Linked DNA regions of Arachis hypogaea: region 2 is linked to region 1. A link is a contact called in public Hi-C data. All regions are on one chromosome and are shown on one strand. The core of a region is the stretch at or near the end of the contact, and the rest is flanking DNA. Distances in the headings are between cores, read along the strand shown. Region 1 has its middle 9.9 kb from the start of LOC112720688. Region 2 has its middle 33 kb from the start of LOC112725639.

What was found. A called contact is a pair of places that touch in the nucleus more often than the background predicts.
Region 2: a Hi-C map of leaf shows a contact between it and region 1, with 2.0 times the contacts expected there. The contact joins two enhancer-like sites. A contact is called at or near these places in 2 of 8 Hi-C or Micro-C datasets (both in leaf).

The regions. Positions count from the first base shown.
Region 1 is chr11:36,335,310-36,341,968 of arahy.Tifrunner.gnm2.J5K5, forward strand. No RefSeq gene overlaps it. Among protein-coding and RNA genes, the nearest start is that of LOC112720688, 9.9 kb to the left of the region's middle. Within about 2 kb of position 4,737, at least 1 of the 3 cell types and tissues checked has open chromatin away from gene starts, as enhancers often do.
Region 2 is chr11:36,374,966-36,381,563 of arahy.Tifrunner.gnm2.J5K5, forward strand. No RefSeq gene overlaps it. Among protein-coding and RNA genes, the nearest start is that of LOC112725639, 33 kb to the right of the region's middle. Within about 2 kb of position 2,881, at least 1 of the 3 cell types and tissues checked has open chromatin away from gene starts, as enhancers often do.

The DNA of each region.
Region 1 (6,659 bases), core at 3,487-5,986:
CAACACCGCGCCCGCTGTTTTCTTTTTGAGGCTGATCTTTTTTATATGGATTTTCATATTATTACATAGGAAAATATGACGTATTTATTGAACCATCCATTGTATTTTGCATTTATGCATGTTGGTTTGATATTTTAATCCCTCTATTTCATTGTTCTTAATATATATATATATATATATATATATATATATATATATATATATTGAATTAGTTAATTATGTTTTATTTTAGAGAAAAAGATAAATATGTCTCTGATTTTTTGTCCACGTTAATAATATAAATATGTTTTTTTTATATATTAATAATACAAAAGGTTAGGGATCTATTTATTCTGCAAATAAAGTAAGTAGACGCATTTTGCATATTAATTGATGAACCACAAAAGATAATAATACAAAATAAGATGAGAAGACACCACATTTACCTCAAAACCTTAAGGTTTTGAGTTAGATATGGTGTCATCTCATCTTATGTTTTCTTGCTTGATTCCTTTCTAAAATCTCTTCGATGGGTTGAGAGCTTTCCATAGTTGGTCCAACAAAAATTTGTGTAAAATGCGTATTTTGTTAGTAGGGTGTTAATATTTTAGACATATAAACCTTTAAAAATATTTGTGTTGTGCACTAAAATTTATATATAGTGTGTATTTTGTTGATTGAAAGTTAATATTTTAAGCGTGTGATTCTTTAAAATTTTGTGTGTTGTATATCAAAATTTCTGTATTCAATAAATTTAATGATGAATATATATAAAAAAAGAAGAAGATAATAATAATAAAAAAAATAAGAAAAAAAAAAAAGAAGTGCACATAAGAAGACAACAAAGACGTTAAAGAAATATACAATAAACGAATTTGGTTTTAAAATCACTTCTATCTAACTTTATTTATATAATATGTTTGTTTTTTACACTTTTTAACACATAAAAATAAGTTTTGAGAAATGCGTTAAATATATTTTAAGATTTATGCAAGTATTTCTCAAATTTTATGATTTTAAAATAATTAAAATGATATAATAAATTAATTATTTAAAATTTAATTTGTTATACAATTATTTTTTTTAAATTTAAACTGATAAGAAGAGATACATAAATAATTATATATCAAATTAAATTTTAATTTTATTTTATGTTTTTTATTTGTCTTATTTTTTTTGTTCAACAAATAATAAATATCAAACTTTAAATTTTTAGGTCATACAAATTTTTATATATATAAAAAAATTACTTTTTCTAAAAATTTAAATGGAAAGAAATTTTTTTTAAATAGTTATATCTTTGTATAATTAATATAAAATAATTTTATACATGTATTTAATTATATAACATCACATTAATAAAAATTATTATATTTTATATTAAATGTATGAATAATTATCTAAAAAATAAATATAATTACATAACTATATAAAATACAAATACTTTATAATGTTAATATATTAAAATTTATATTCATCAAATAATATATTCAGAGAGAAATTGAATCCTCTCTATTTTTTCTCATTTAAAAGGATAAAGTGAGAGAATTTACTTATTTCTTGCGTTAATACGTGTACGATTAAACCCATTATTCAATAGTCACCAAAAAAAAAAAAAAAAACCCATTATTCAATAATACATGAGTAAGGTATAATTTATCCTTTAATTTTTAAAGGGTATACGCTATACACGAGAAATTACAAAGATAAAGTATTGAAGAAACTTTTTAAGTTCAAACACAAATATAACTGCCAGCATCCCCTAGAAAAAGAAACAACACCGATACTAATAATAGATCCTTCAAATCTTTGTAACCTTAATGAAAAAAATATTGCATGGTATTTGTAAATGAGCAATGTTAGGGCCAGTAACTTTTGTGATTGGTAGCCATCAAATAGTCATCAATAATAATTTAATGGTGTGTGATTGGTGTAAGATTTCATCCAATGACTCACATTTCTCTGCTGGTTACATGCTGGCCAAAATTCAACCAAACTGATAGTCTCCTAGACTTTTTCTTTGTAAATATGATTAATATATGTGTGTGCATCTTTTAAAATTAAATTATAAATAATTTATCAACTGATAAAATAAATATAACGATAAAAAATAACTTATTTTTAATAATACACAAGTGGTATATATTAATTCGAGTTAAAATACTTATTTTTAATTTCCAATAATTTTAGAATTGTACTACAAAAAAGTTTAAAAAATATTATTTGTAAATAGTTTTTTTAAGATATAATTTTTGACTCAAATTGTATTACAACATAAACTAAGAATATTTGATAATATTTTTTCATGTCTTTTTTTTTGTGAGAAAATACTTTTTTAAAAGATTTAGTTTCTTTAGTATGCTTTAAATTTAAATATTAAAAGTTGTGATACTTTTCTGAGATAATTGATTTTTTTCATTTTATTAGTTTTGCAAGTAGAAGTAAAATGATCAAGGTTCTTATATGTGCAAAGTCTTGCTTCTTAGGTAACTAGTTGTCTTTTGATGGACACAGTCTTGCACGAACTCGTTTCTGAAGAAGTAGCTACTTAATTTCTAAGATAATCATATCACGAAGCTTAATTCTAAAATTATTTCTCATTTAGTTTTGACTTACTCAAATTTATATAGTACTTTATTTAATTCTAATATTTAAAAAAAAAAATCCTTAATTCATTAACATACTTAAATAAACGTTAGATGATATATTAATAAAATTTTTAAATTATATTTAAATTTTTTATTTATAAAAATCCTTTCTGAAACATCGTGAAGTTAATATATATATGTGGATTTGACTAACCGTAAAAACATCTACTTTAAAGTTTTGTTCTTAAAAATCTAAAATACATCAAGTTTTTAGTAGGGTGAGCACTGTTTGCGGGTATCCAATTATCCGTTCGAATCCAAATTGAACTAATTAAATTAGCTCTGGAACTAATGGGTAATCGAGTTCAACTTGAACTAAATCAATGATTCTCTCTAGCAATTAATTCGAATAATGATTTTGGGAGTGCGGAATCCGAACTAATCCGTAGACCTAACTATATATTAATTAAATAAAAAAAATAAAAATTTAAAAAATATATATTCCTTTTAATATGTTTGGATTTTAATATCTTTAGTGTTTAATATGTTTGGATTTTAATGTGTTTAGTTTTTGTATTGGATGTCTCCAGTACGCGTTGTGAGATGGATAAGAGACTTGCGGGTCGGAACGGTGGTCGGATCGTCTGACTGGAGCAATGGAGGATGGTATCTGCAAAGACATTCCGACGCTCAAGTCAGAATAGGTCTGAGAGGTATATGTGCGAGGAATGAGTGACGTACCTGAAGAGGCCTGGGACTCCGTTTTATATAGGTGATGGTGATTATTTTATCTTATCTTATTTGACTAAGATAAGGGAGGTATTTGAATTCGAATGTTGGTTGGAGATTGTAGGGGCCGGTTTGAGCCTTCTAGAAAGACGAAGTGGGCCGAACCCGGGTAGCCGAGTTCGGGGCTGCACCAGGTGTAGGATCTAGAGGTTGGGTCCACAACAGTTTTAATGTATTTGGTGTTTAACATGTTTGGATTATTTCTATTAGTGTTACATGTTTATTGTATTTACAGAATTTTTAAGATAAAAATTTTATTTTTTTATTTTGTTTTATGAATTTCTGTTTTATCGGGTACCCAATTACCTAAACCGAACCAATCCGTTTTTAATCGATTTGGTTTGGTTCGGATATACACAAAAAAAATACAAATCGACCAATTACAATTCAATTAATTCGGTTTTAATTTAAGCTTAAACTTGAACCAACCTGACCCGTGCTAACCCCTAATTTTTAGTGCGTGTATTGAATGAAATTTTATTTTCAATATTTTAATAAGTATTTTTATATTATTTATTAGCAAAATCATATATATAATGTATGTTGATTTTCTTGTGTAATTTTACTCTACATTTAGGATTGAACAAGTTGTGATTATGTATCCCTAATAATTAGGGTTGTTGTTGGACTCTTTTTTTTTATTATTACAAAAGATAGAGAGACTCGAATTCACAACTTCTTAGATGAATATGAAGAGACGGAGACTAAGTTATTTGAGTTATAACTCATTGATATTGTTGTTGGACTCTCTTAAATAATCTTAATAAACTATATGTATATTATGATTATAAGAAGTAGATTAAATCGATTAATTTTATTGGATTAATAAAAAATAGACTGTCAAATCAATTCGATTTAAAATAAAAATTGATTGTCAACGAACTAGTTAAAAATTTAAAAATTGATTAAAAACCAATAAATTAATTCGATTTTTTGCGGTTAATCAATTTAAAATAAAAATATAATTTTTTTAAAAAATATATATTTTATATATAAATATTTTATTATATTCAATTCAATTCGGTTAAATTTCAGTTTAACCTAATTTATGATTAAATTTCTAATTTTACTGAATCAATAACGGACTCGATTTTTAGAACTTTGATGCATTCTATTATAACATAAATTATTGAGCTTTATTTAGCCCTTGTATTTATAGAAAAATTGAGAAAAGAAAAAGTTATACTAAAAACTAAATCTATACTGCCATTTGTAAAATAAGATTTGAAAAATAAAAAAGCATGCATATGCGCCAGAGTAGTACGTTAACTAAAAGATTAATATATATAAACTTTTAAATATTGGATATTTGGATTGAATGTGATGTGGGTCCGTGTGTCTCCCCTGTATATGTATCTTGGACACAATATACCTACGGAAATTAATTTTGTAGCTAATTTAAACCATACCCCATTTTATATAGAGAGTAATTAGCCCTTATCTTGTTTAAAACGAAAGCAAAGAAGGGAAGGGATGAAACTTGGTCTGATGTTGACAACTGATTTTTTTTTTTTTCTAATGCAGAATTAGATTTCGTTGGAAATGGCGAATGCAATTAGATAAATTAAAAAATAATTTGTTTTCCAGCATATGTTTATTAGATAAGTTCGTTTTTCTTGCTATTTAAAAAAACGATTCACATGTAATAAATACAAAGTTAACACTTAATTATAGTCATTCATTTCGATACATGTATAAGTTTTGTAGAGAAAAAAAAACAATTTTTTATATTTTTTATATTGAAGAACAAGTTTTTTAAGATTCTGATGGACGACAATATCATTTATATTATTATTACAATAATGTTAAATGGCTTCAGGTTAGATGGTTTAAAATATTTGCGACTTTCATTAGTCCCACTCAAAAATATTTTTACAAGTTATTTTAATAATTGCCAAAGAGTTATTTTTTAATTTTACTTATTAATTAATACTTATTATTTAAATCAAAAATTAATTTTTATTCATTATTTATCCATCTTCTATTTACAATCTTGTTATTAACAATCTTATATTTTATCTATATACATACTCAATTTTTTTTAATTTTTATTTAAAATTTAAAAATTCTACAAGAAAATCAAATAGCGGTGATTTATTGTGAGAATTGTAGTGATTTTAAACCACCATAAAAATTCTTACTGGCAGTTGGACAACCGAATCTTTTAAGCTAGAAATTAAGATTTACCACAATTTTCATCAGATTGATTCAATAAATTAATTTGCAACAATTGAGACCTCTAAACCGCTACTAAATTATATAATTTTATAGCAGAAGCTAAACTGCTAGTAGAACTGCCGCTATCCTTTCAAACTGTCGCCAATTTTTTTACCATTATTTTTTACAAGTGTTAAATTTAAATTTAGTTTTGACTCATTCTTACTAATTCTCGACATTCTCTGTAATTATTTTATCTATCCTAGTTTTCTTTTTTATTAAGGGGTTGTTTTTGCCATATCGTGGCATTCTAATGTAAATAATGATGAAAACAAAATATATTGAGTTTAGAGAGATTGCAAATAGTGATATATTCTGGTTCGGCATAATCTCTTTATCTATATCCAGTCCTCCTCAAGAAGGTGTTGGAGATTTTCACTATATCACTAAGCTTCTAGGGTGCTTGACATCCCCGTACAACAATGAGCATTTGATGTACACCTCACGGTTTATGATTACTGTAAAATCCGGTAATTAACGGCTAATTAATCCATAAATGAGAATTTATTCTAGAAAGCCAAAAATGTGATTTTTATGGCTTAATATGATAGAGGAGATTGAGACGAAAATTTCGGTACCAATTTTATAAAAATCAGACCAAGATTGGACGAACGGGCCAAACCGGACCAACCAGACCCATATTGGGCCCTTGGCCCAACTAAACTAAACCTAATACACTCATTTCAGCACTCTCTCTCCTCACTACACTCAAGAAACACGCTGAAATGGAGGTCGGGGGGGAGGGGAAGAACACTCTCTCAAGTTCTATCTTTCCTCTGATCTTCAAACCACCATAACTTTTGATCTAGAGCTCTGATTGCCGCACCGTTTGCGGTCACGCATTCACCGTGGAGAGCTCTACAAAACTCATACAATCAATTTTGAGGTAAGCCACGTTTTGTTCTTCGAATTTCAGCCCTTGTTTTTAAGTTTCATGAGCAAAAATATTGAGATTTTGGGCTCTTTAATGTTATAGGACCCAACTCTCTTGAAGGAGAAGGTTAATCTTGTCTTCTTATACCTTGGGTGTGATAAGATTCTCAACTCTAGTGTAAATTGTTGTTCTATGATGTTTGGGTATTGAGA
Region 2 (6,598 bases), core at 1,631-4,130, 38 kb after region 1:
TTTTCCGAGTTTGGCGCAGTTGTTTCATCACTGCAGATGTTAGAGCCATTGTCTCTAAAAATAAAAACAAAATGGACACCTTAGTTAAACAAATTACAACCAAGAACCATAAAGCCAAAGGTCTAAAAGCTACCTAGCTTGGACTGAAGCAGACTGGAGTCCCCTAAGAACTTTTTAGTATCCAAGTTAGGAGCCTAAACCCAACAGTCTTCCAACACGTTTAACTTACACTTCTCAAGTTTGTCTAGGGTATCTACATTATACTTGGCTATCATGGGTTTTTCTTGCCAATATAATAGAAAGGAAGGTTCGTCATTCTCATCCAGACAGAAAGGTCGGACACCCTCTACAACTCAGACTTTGAAAAAATAGTTTTTGAAGTCATAAAAAGATTCATCAAAGATGAAAAAAACCTTTCTACCCTGAACAACGCGAAAGAAAAACCAAGACAACTTCCCTTTCGAAGACCTGGATTTGGTCAAAACAAAAAGGTGAAAAAAGACATTGAGAGAAGGCCGAATATCGAGTTCCTTGCACAAAAATTGGTACATTTTGAGGAAAGACCAAGAATTTGGGTGAAGCTGGGTAGGAGTGACATTACAAGACTAGAGGAAATTTGTCTCAAAGTCAGAAAAAAAGGAAGTTTAATGCTTGATTTTTTAAAGAAGCAATCATATGCATATACAAAGGGGCATTCCGAGTTGTCTAAAGGAGGAAAACACACTCTCTCCTCAGGATCTGGCACCATTAATTCATAATTCTGCTCATCTTCCCGACTTTCACATATTCTATAGTGTCTACGGAAAATATCAATGTACTCTTAGTCAACTACGAGAACAGAAAGAAAGACAATACTATCTACCCAAGATAACAAAGAAGGCGGGACCTTTAATGACATGTTGACAATTACAATCACAAACATTAGGGGAAACACAAACAAAATCAATATTCACAAACGGCTACAGTCCCTCAAAATTTTTAGAAATGCAGCCAAACATTCAATAGTAATCTTGATCAGAAAAACGGTTCAAAAGGAAAAGGATTTTTTAGCAATAAACAAGGCAACAACAGTTAAACAAGCCATCAAAGAAAACCTAAAGCACAAGTATTGACAACAAAAAAAGTAAAACCCCAATGTCAACGCTACTATTCAGGGACCATTCAGAACAACTGCATGACAATAGAGTACACGATTACTGGCAAAAGTAAAACAAGACACCAACGTTGATGAGATTCGAAAAAAGGAAGGGCACGTCAAACAGCAAATCACGGAGGATCCTCTTTGCCAAATAACTCTTCCAAAGAAACCAAGATAAAGAAAATCTTGAAAAATGAAAAACGATTGCGAAACGAACAAAAGAGAGTCTTTGCGATGAAGGGAGCAAATGAAGCACTTTCAGAAATGAGAAAAGGAAGAAGAAGAGGAGCAAGGTTTTATAAAGGAGAAGGGGCAAAAAAGGTAATTCCATACCCTTCTTTATAGCTATGCGCGGATTCCAAGAAAACTGCCGCGCAAAGCTTGCCCCTCATTTAATACAGTAATGCTAAAAAATTTGAAATACGTCGAGTACCCGACCTCATGAAAGTAGGGGCACCCGATGACGAAGCTGAGGTCTTAAATTGCTTGAGCCCGACCTCTTGAAAGCTCGGACTCAAGCAGGAAAACTGTTCATACTCTATTCCAAAACATAAAGTCAGGCTTAATAAAGAAGAAAGGCCCACCCAAAAAGGATGGCCTTTACCACATACCTAACATCTTTTAAGAGGTCGGACACATTGAAAGAGAACGGATAAGTGCTTACAAGTAACTGTCTCCCCGAATCTCTCCTACTATCTCTATCTTTCTTAAAGATAAATCCAAACAAACTCCCAAGATAAAAGGAGCGGTCATCCACCAATGAACTACTCCAAAAAAGTGATTATCAGCTCTACTATAAATACACTGATACTCTTTGGGTATACACACGTTCTAATCTATTAAAACCTGCTTAAAGTCCTTGCTAACTTAAGCATCAGAGTCTCTTACAGGTACCACCTTCCATCTCCTCACGAAGAACTCGGCCAGCAGCACCTTGGCATTGGAACAAGTCGGGCGCTGTCTCTTAATATGCAAATTAGTTATTTTATTAAAGAAATTAAAGTTCTGTTAATCATAAAATCTCTTTTGTGGTTAAGTATTTTTTTTATTGAAGAATTTCTTATTTTGGTGTTGAACAATGTATTTTAAATGTTATCTTTTATCATTTTATTTTTTGAGAACTATTATAGAGATTTGAATTTTTTTAATGGGAATATCATGTTACTCAGCATTGTGAAAGTTATTCTCTTTTATAATTTGTATGATCAAGATTCTGATTATTATCATTAAGTCTGGGTTGATCCATTACTTTAGTTAAAAATTTTATATAAGAATATCCTATTTTCACAAACCAAACAAAAATAAAATTTCTAATATATATTGTAATAAATATGTACTGAACATAAAAAATAAAACTGCCTTAATTAATAGATTTTATGTTTATAATTAATTTGTTTTGTTTTAATTATTATCAATATTAATTGTATTATTCATTTATTCATATCATTAATTCTGTATACATACAGAAATGTATTTCAATTAACATTCTCAGATGTAAATATTACGGAGATTTTTCAACTTATTTCTTGAAATAGAGTATATATATGATTTCGTGCAGTTGCACGGGGCTTGGAGTAGTATTGTCAAAGATATTTAATTTCATTTTGACTTACAAAAATTGAGATGGGGTTCATGGGAAGTTCCTCCACCTACTTTAAGACCTTCGTAGATGATTGGTCCCATGAACTCAATTAACCCACGTCTTCATCTAACTTATCCATATCATATCAAGCATTTCAAATTGTCAGCATTACAAAGACGTGGAATCAAGAGAAGATAATTACTATACACACATACACTCCCCAACACTCAGAATAATACCAAAGCTAGATTTTATTATTTATTTATGATATATATAATATTGCATTTGGAGGAGAATATCTCCAAACAGAAATTCAATGATATTGGATAAATAATCAGTTTAGAAAATGAAATATGGGACAATCAAAATTAAATGTGTTCTAATATGCTTTTGGTAATATATAGTAGTTCGTTTATATTTACAATTTTAGCATATCTTTGTATTTTGTGTGAAAAGATAATTGTAAAATTTTATTTAATATATAGAAATATGTTGTACATCCAATTTGGCAACTAGCCTACTACATCAAACCGGGATACAAATTCAGTATAATACTTATTCAGTTAATTTGACCGTACAAAATGCCAATAGTCGATAATGAATTTTTCGCCGCAATAAACTCATCCATGCTAGAAACACAGAAAAAGCCACAAACACAATAGCAATCCACATCACAGAAATTACAATATCAACAATCGTACATCAAAATTTCAACCAAAATTTAAAACTTTATATCAACCAAGACATTTATCTATTTTTTCTAAATTTTTTTATAATATTTTTAAGTCCAAAAAATTAAAAATTAATTTGCTGCAGATAAAAATTTAATTTAAGAATTTATTATTGACTAATAAATAATTATCATATAAACAAAATAGAATTCGAACTTTCTAACATTTATTTAAAAGATAGATGAGTTAAATATTAAACCAACTCAAATTGGTTAGACATTTATCTATTTACAAATAAAATGTGAAGTCTTTTATATATATGGAATAATCTCACAAAAACAAAATTGTGTCAATTTGATAAATCTATAAAAATAATATAAATTCAAAAAATAATAAATTATTATTTTCATTATGAAAGATCTAAATATTGATCATTTCAATCATAAAAATATCCACTAATTTGATATCCATTAAATATTGGGTTACTTCAATAAAATTATCAAAATTTAAATGGATATTGAATTAGCTTACATCTTTTATTATTTGTATTGTTAGTGTTTAAATTTTTATAATTAGAAACAATCCTTAATTATACAAATAACACTTGACAATTGATATATAACATTTCTCCAAGTATGAACACCTCAACACTACACAAAAACAAAGATCATATATATCTTTTACTTTTCCATCTTGGTGAGGTAGTGGAAAGTCCCACATAATCGCACCATAGATATCTTTGTCTCCTTGCATTCTTAGTTTTCGTTGTCCATGAACTCTCTCTCTCTCTCTCTCTCTCTCTCTCTCTCTCTCTCTCTCTCTCTCTCTCTCTCTCTCTCTCTCTCTCTCTCTCTCTCTCTCTCTCTCTCTCTCTCTCTCTCTCTCTCTCTCTCTCTCTCTCTCTCTCTCTCTCTCTCTCTCTCTCTCGTATTTTCTGATCATTCTAGCAAGCCCCCAGAATTCAAAAACCACCTAATGTCATTGTCCTTGTGTCCATGGCTAAACAAATAATGGAGAGTCCCACCTTGTTTGTTGAATTTATTAGATAGTTCCTCACCATATTTTGATATCCCTCTTTTTAGGCCCTTGGTTCCAACTTATTCCTTTCCTTTTCTTTATTTATTTTTTCCACTTTGATTGAGAACCACATTTTTGCTGACATGGGTTCATTTATGATCACGAGTTATAGCTTCACTTTTGTTGGCTTCTTTTTGGAAATATCCTGTAAGGTTCAAAGCTTGTATTATTGGCATAATTATGAATCCTAATTGTTCTCATATGGAAATAATTATTATGGTGGCTTTCATTATCCTTAGCTAGCAAGAATTAAAGTTTTTGGGTTAATAGTCAAATTAGTCCTTAAAAAATGAAACATTCTTTAAATTTATCTCTGAATTTTTTTTTTTTTCAATTAAATGGATTCTTCAAAGATTACAAATTAATCATATTTGTCCTCCAATCACTCTATTAACAATTTTTTTCAATGATTGATGTTGTAAAATGTTAATTCATAACATATATAAAACTTAATATATCTAATTGGATATTGACCAAATATGTTTATAAAGATTTATTAATTTAGTCATTTTCTCCAATTATAAAAATCCTATTCCTAATATGACCTAGTGACTAAATTAATAGATTTTCGTAAATATATTTAGTTAACGTCTGATTAAACATGTTATGTGTTACGTATGCTATCAGTTAACATTTCACATCATCAATCATTGAAAAAATTATGAATGGTGGAATAACTGAAAGACAGATATAATTAATTCGTAATTTTTATAGGACCAATTTGATTAAAAAAATCTTTCAAAGACTAATTTAAAAAATATCTTATCTTTTAAAAACTAATTTGACTATTAACCTAAAGTTTTTCTTAGAAACAAAAAAAAAAGTTTATGTTTTGCTCGCTGTTGTGTGTATCATCAAGAATAGAGATTGTAGTTAGCCCATAGAATACAATATGCAGCTATATAGAGAAATTAATCAGACCCAAATTTCTTTTTTCTATATTCCTCTTCTAAGTCAAAATATTTGCTCCTAATAAAATCTTAATATTGGACAGACATATTTAATTTATTACCATCAGTTATAAACAATTATCCAATTTTAATTGTATCCTTAGTTATCACTTGGTGGTATATAATATGCACTAGTTTTAATTTTAACAACATGATTGCATTCTTGGTTTATCTGAATTTTTATGCGATGTACTTAGCATTTAAATGTACATATACATCATTACCTTTATACTTATATATAGTAGATTGAATTATTAAAATTTGAATAATTGTTGATGAAAATGATTAAAGTGTTATTTCATAAATATTTTTAAAGATTGAAGTATAATTTACCGTAAATTCTCATCAAAGACGAATGTAATTGCATAGTAGTTTGTAATTTTTTTTTAATATAATTTGAAGCACGCATACCTCCAACAAATTAAAAAGTGAGAGTACAGTTCTAAGTTGCAACAAACCAAAACAAAATAGTACTAAGACAAATACATAACAAATACAACTATTTTTTTTTTGACAGAAAAAACATTTTATTATTAAAAAAAAGTCATCCTACACTTTCTGAAATTTTTTTAAATAAATAAAATAAATATTTTAATTACGAATATACGTTAATTTAAAAATATTTATCGATTTTCATCAAGTATCTTATCTCGTTTACAGTGTAAACAAGATAAGTTTAACCATATCTCAAGACATAAACACGTGATAATGTATCATGCATGTTTACAAACGTGATACGTGGGAAATAGCTTTTTAGTCATATCTCGTTTATACTGTAAACAAGATATAACCAAAGGTATCTCATTTACAGTGTAAACGAGATACGTGAGAACGAAAAAATATTTACACAGTAAACAAGATAGAATAGGACAAAAATATACCCTTATAAAAGGACCAGAAAACCATTGGTATTCCACAGAAGTCTCTCAGATCTTTTTTGTCTTTCGTTTTTCTTTGAAAAACTTAGCAAAAATGTCTAGTGAGGGTGGTTTCTTTGTTGTGATGGTGTATCTCAACTGTCAGATGAGAAACAGTGACAGCGAGGTTATATTTGAGTGTGAGAGTTCTGTACTATTCCGAACTCGAAGAGCAAATTTGGCGTCCGAGTTAAAGAGTATGATATTGACGCACGTCGGCAATGATGAGAGAAAAGAGGTTGGTAGAGTTGGGTATAGGATAC